Regions from separate parts of the Hordeum vulgare genome. Here region 1 is linked to region 2. Evidence: chromatin contacts called from public Hi-C data. All regions are on one chromosome and are shown on one strand. The core of a region is the stretch at or near the end of the contact, and the rest is flanking DNA. Distances in the headings are between cores, read along the strand shown.

The links. Hi-C and Micro-C count contacts between places; a contact is called where the count stands out from the background.
Region 1: a Hi-C map of leaf shows a contact between it and region 2, with 9 times the contacts expected there. The contact joins two enhancer-like sites. A contact is called at or near these places in 2 of 6 Hi-C or Micro-C datasets (leaf and seedling).

What each region holds. Positions count from the first base shown.
Region 1 is chr1H:454,320,900-454,323,599 of MorexV3_pseudomolecules_assembly, forward strand. No RefSeq gene overlaps it. Among protein-coding and RNA genes, the nearest start is that of LOC123414036, 140 kb to the left of the region's middle. Within about 2 kb of position 1,397, at least 2 of the 3 cell types and tissues checked have open chromatin away from gene starts, as enhancers often do. A contact at or near this core is called in leaf, where this site is marked.
Region 2 is chr1H:453,932,532-453,935,231 of MorexV3_pseudomolecules_assembly, forward strand. No RefSeq gene overlaps it. Among protein-coding and RNA genes, the nearest start is that of LOC123444706, 17 kb to the left of the region's middle. Within about 2 kb of position 1,335, at least 2 of the 3 cell types and tissues checked have open chromatin away from gene starts, as enhancers often do. A contact at or near this core is called in leaf, where this site is marked.

The sequences.
Region 1 (2,700 bases), core at 147-2,646, 390 kb after region 2:
TGATGTAGAGACTGTATGTGAATGTCGCTGACAGTGTATACCATGATGTACAATGACCAAGTTGTCGCAGGAGGGGAAGTATAAATCGGTTTGAGGATGAATTTCCTATTGTTGTAGCTAACTCTTGATTTCGCCGATGGCAACGACAACAATTGATATGGCAGTTTCAGCAGTGAAATATATGAAAGCAACAGAATGTGTAGTGATTTCCTGTACCATTGTTTTGTTAGTTATGTTGAAACCCATGTGTTCCCTTGTATTAGTACCCCTGCTAGTATAAATGCATATCAAGATATGCATGGTCTCAAATGAGTACTACCATAGATTTGTTTGCAATAAAGTTATTCCTTTCCCGTGTTTATTGTCTACAAAGTTTTCCATTAGGGAAGCTTGACACCATAGGGTTTGGATCATGACATTGTTGAAGCCAATGTATTGTTGCGAACAACCTGTTGTTAAATCGTTAGAAGGATAGTATTATTTCCAATCCATTAGGGTTCATGTTTTAGATGCCTGCATTTTCTTAGATTTATATCGGGTTATCCGGTGATGTGTGTTCGTAGATGCTTTCGTCGACTACAAAGATGTATGTGACAACTTCGTCAATCTCGACATGATGTGTCAGCTCGTGGTGTTCATAGGAAAGTATAGTGTGCGTGCATTATGAATGTATGAGCGATTGGGTATGCATTGCGTATTTCTTTTCTTAGGGAACAGCCAATTTATTTGGTCATGGCCAAAAAAATAATTTGAGGGTCACACAAAAATTGATAATATAACATTTTGGGCCGGATCCAAACACACCTTCACCCAAAGTATTGTATCGCCGAGTAATTTCACAGTCGTACGTTAGCTTGCCGATCCCCTATAATTTTGCTTTATCGAGCATCCGCTGCCGATCATATCGAAATTGATCAGATCAATTCCCGCAAGAAGATTTGATCCGATCAAAAGAGAGCCGCACAAAGTATCAAACATTGAGCACAAAGATGGAAGCACAACACTAGCTGGGTCCATACGTACACCATGACATGCCATCCGTTCATCATTGATCAACAGTGCCTGTTGCTAGCGCTTTCGAGTCTACTCAAATGGTTCTAGACACACATTTTGCCCATGCAAGATAGGTTTGGAGTGGATGCCTACGTAGCTAGATCCCCAACAACCAGTTCTTCTTGACAACAAAATGTTTTCTTCCGTCGATCATTTCAACCAGGAACGAATGTAGGCAGGAGGCAGCGGCGGAAAGCAGCTCGGCTCTTCTTCCCTGGGTCTAGAACCAAATGAAAGCCCAATAGAAACTTTCCGGGTGGAAATAAATCACCGGACCTGACACTATCACCTGGCATGCATCCATACAGCCGCATGTACACGTGCATAGCCCCCGGTGGGCTCCCGGTTAGGCTGCGCAATCATTTGAGTGCTGCTCGTTGACAACGACGCTGTGCCGCAGCAGCTCCAAGCTTTTGGCCTGTAACTTTCCCGAGGCTTTGGCATCCAGCTCTTTTATTGAGTGGTTGCTCCATTGCCAAATCTTTGTCACAACAGTTGCACTTAGGCATGGCATGCCCACCTAGTGCCTAGCAACTGTAATAGATTCCTAATCTTTTGGTCTCCAGCCTCTGCCCACCTAGCGCCTAGCATGTCTGTTGATCAGATTTAATTTGATCTCGTTAGTTGTCACATTGGTGCTTTTCATCGCGGTGGGAGTGTGGGTCGCGACTTACTCGAAATGGAGGGGCAGCGTCGAGTCCCTGGGTCGGAGATAACTGGATAAGTCGTTCGTATGGTGCTGGCTTGCGTGTCACGATGGAAGGAGATTAGGCTGGTGTTGCTTTCAGGTCATCGGTTGCTGCCTGGTCGCTGGCGTCGAAAGGTCACGAGTAGTTGCTTCAGGTGGGCATTCTAAATTTTCTAACTACGCTCGTTTTCTTCAGGTGGGCATTCCCGGAGAACAGAAGCAATTCCCGGAAAATGGTCTGTTGCAAGCCTAAGTCACAAGCAAGTCTGACTCCATCACGAATCGCTAGCGCCTCCATGATCAGTGCACTAGCAGCTCGACCATACTAGATTGCTTGGTCCCTTAACATGATACCTTCATGACTCCGCAAGATCAGACCGGTTGCACCTTTACTTGTGTCCGAGAAGCTGGCATCTACCTTCATCTGAAGACAACCATCAGCCGGAGCCTGCTGCTTGGTTACAACCATTGCTGCTCGCCCTCCCATCGACCGCCTCATGGTGGAATGACCTATTGCAATGCCGGCAGTCCATTTAACAGAGTTTCGAGTCCGATCGAATGCTCCCTTAGTGATTCGTTGCATTCCTTTCAGATCATACTGCCCCTTCCTCCGCCTAGTGTGGCCGACCCCGTGCGGCTGACGTCGGGCCGCACCGGACGACCACAACCGACGTCCCTCTCGATCGACCGCGCCTCCCTCTTCGTCCCCTGTCGCCGGCGGACCTCCTCTGACCTTCGGGATCTGAGGCGACGGCCTTATCTTGGTCCTTTGCGGCGATGATGGCGGGCAGCTGCAGCCGGGAAGCGTCGGGAGACCTGCTGCATTCGGCAGGGAAGGCATGAGGTGGCAGCATGGGCTCGATCCTGACAAAGGCGGGCTGCTACCATCACGAACTGCTTTCTATCATCGGCTACGGTGACGGTTCGCGATGGTTTCTTGATTCTGTCACGTATCACGA
Region 2 (2,700 bases), core at 85-2,584:
AATAAACAGAGAAAGAAAATAAAGCAAAGACAAATCTGTTGGGGTTCAAAACAAAACAAAAATGTCTCTGGTCATAAGAAATTATGACCTATTTGAATACAAAAGGATTATTTGGAGCAACTAAATATTTACAAAACAATATTATTGGATCTGTTTTGTAATTATTTGCACCATTAAAACACCTTTTCAAAACAGCAAAACCACATCTCATGTCCACCAAAAAGTAATGCTAACACACGGGCATTTTTAAAACAAGGATGGGATAAGAGAAACTTGACCTTGAGATAAATAAGAGGAAGAGGGTTTTGAAGCCGCAAACCACATAGTTACCTACTAGCAATTGCACCACTCCACTTATCAACACATACCACATCACATCACAACTCAAATCATCACACACCACAGATGATCACAAAGCAACAACACAAGGTCATGAAATGATAGTGATGCATGCATGCAAAGGAAGAACAATGCAAGGCGACACATGAAAACATAACACATAGAAGCTCTCATATCAATGACAAGTTGGACCCACATGGGGAAGGTTCCAAATAGGGAAAGATACACTCTCGGGGCATTACACTCCTCGTGCTCCTCCTTCACCGGGACGAAGGCGAACGACGCCGGCTCCTCCGGCTCGTCCTCGTCCTCCGACCACTCCCTCTTCACGGGGAGAAAGCCCGTGCCGGAGGACAAGGAGGATCTGGCGTAGGAAGATCTCGCGGAGGAGAAGGACGCGCCATAGCGGTCGTACTCCTCCGTCTCGCGGCGGTTGAAGCTCGCCGGCGACGACATCCCGCGGTTGGTCCACCTTCGGGCGCCGCGCTTCCTCGCGCTGTCCGCCCGGACGCGCCGCTCGCGCTCCGGGTCCCTTTCACGGCCGGATCTGCTACCGGAGCCGCGTCCGGAGCTCCACATTCGGCTCCACATGACGACTAGAGGCGGGGCGGGTGGTCGCCGGCGGCGAGAAATGTGGAGAGGGTAAAGGGGAATCGGGTGGCTCGCGGCGGCGGGGGGTTAGGGTTTGGACCCGCAAAATGATCGCGGAACCGCAGTTATACTGCTCGGGGTGTGCGGTTTGCGGGCTGCGGCAAAAACATTTACGGGCCGGACGAGTATGCAGGCTGTTCTGACTGAAAAATTAAGCCGAACCCGCATACTCGTTCAAATTTTTACGGACAGAACATTTTGCGGGGTGTGCTAGAGTTGCTCTTACCGAATAGGCCACAGGAAAAGCTAGGCCGAGGCCCAAACGCAACGTGATGGCTTCAGCGCTCATCGCCGGCCCAGAGTGGGGCCGCTAGACAGTGGTACAAATAGCTGGCACGAAAGGATTGGACGGTGGCTGAGGAGGACCGGCTACGGCCGTAGCTAGGAAGGGCTAGTGAATGGCGTGTGTGGTGTGACTTGTTCCTTTTCCTTCCTTTCCCATGAAATCGATCCCCTCTTTGTAATCGATTTGAGTTACTTATGCTATAAGAGTGAACAATAGATCTGGTATGAGAGCTACGAATCCTAGCGCCGTCGATTCCTCATCACAACCACGACACGCGTATTCATGCAGAATTTGTCGCCGTCGATCAAGGCCATCTACGAATTCCTTAAGGCCGACATCGCCGAGTCGCTGGACAACCGCCTTCAAGCGCCAAGATGAGGAGGTGTTGCAGTCCATGCGCACGATCACGAACGACATGTCGACCAGGTTCGACGAGCTCAAGATGTCGATCGGAGTGGATCTCGATGAGCTCCGCACCGGTATGGATTGAACGCCCTCTAAAAATTTCCGAGTCGCACCAGCGGGAAGCGACGAGACGGAGCAAGGAGCACGGTCCTTACGTTCCCCCACCTGCCAGAGGTATGCGCTCAGTTCTCAACCCTGTTGCACGTGCGCGGAGTACTGATAACTCTCAAGAAATTGCTGATCCGGTTTGATCATGGTCCACGCATTGATCTACCCCATTTTGATGGTACGAACCCGTGCCTCTCGCAATCACGCTGTGAGGATTATATTTCAAACACTCGCTGTGGATTCAGTTTGCGACCACTATGTTTGAAGGGGCCACAACTAGGCGGCTGGAAGCACTTCAACGTTGTGCTCCGAATGCAACGTGGGAGGAGTTTTGCAGGCCGTTGCAGAACCGTTTTTGGAAGGAACCAACACCAGGCACTGGTACGCAGACTGCACTCGATCTTGCAGAGTGGAGCGTAAGGATCGTGCTCCTAGCTCACTCCGTTCATTCAGGAATAGCACAGGACTTTCCTGACTCACTCTGGCAGCACTCATTCCTTACTTGATACTGATGTTGCTAATTCACTCCCTGGAGGTCTTCCTTGTTCTCCTCTTAAGGTTAAGGTGGCTAATAGAGCTATTATTATGACATGTTGCAGTTTCATTCCTGAATGCAATTTTTCTGCTCACGGGTTGAACTTTGTCCATTACATCAGGATTTTACCTCTTAATTGCTATGATGGGATACTTGGTCTTGACTGGCTTGCTCTGCACAGTCCTTCGAGAGTTGATTGGGAACAAAGATGGTTGACATTTACTTATGAAGGACAGTTTGTTACTCTTGAGGGTGTTGTTCCTCCAAAATTTTCTTATACAATTATTGAACTCTCACTGATTACTAATGAAATATGCCCTTATGCATCTTTTGATGCAGAGGCCAGGGCTTAGCCTCCTTTTCTAAAAAAAATGAT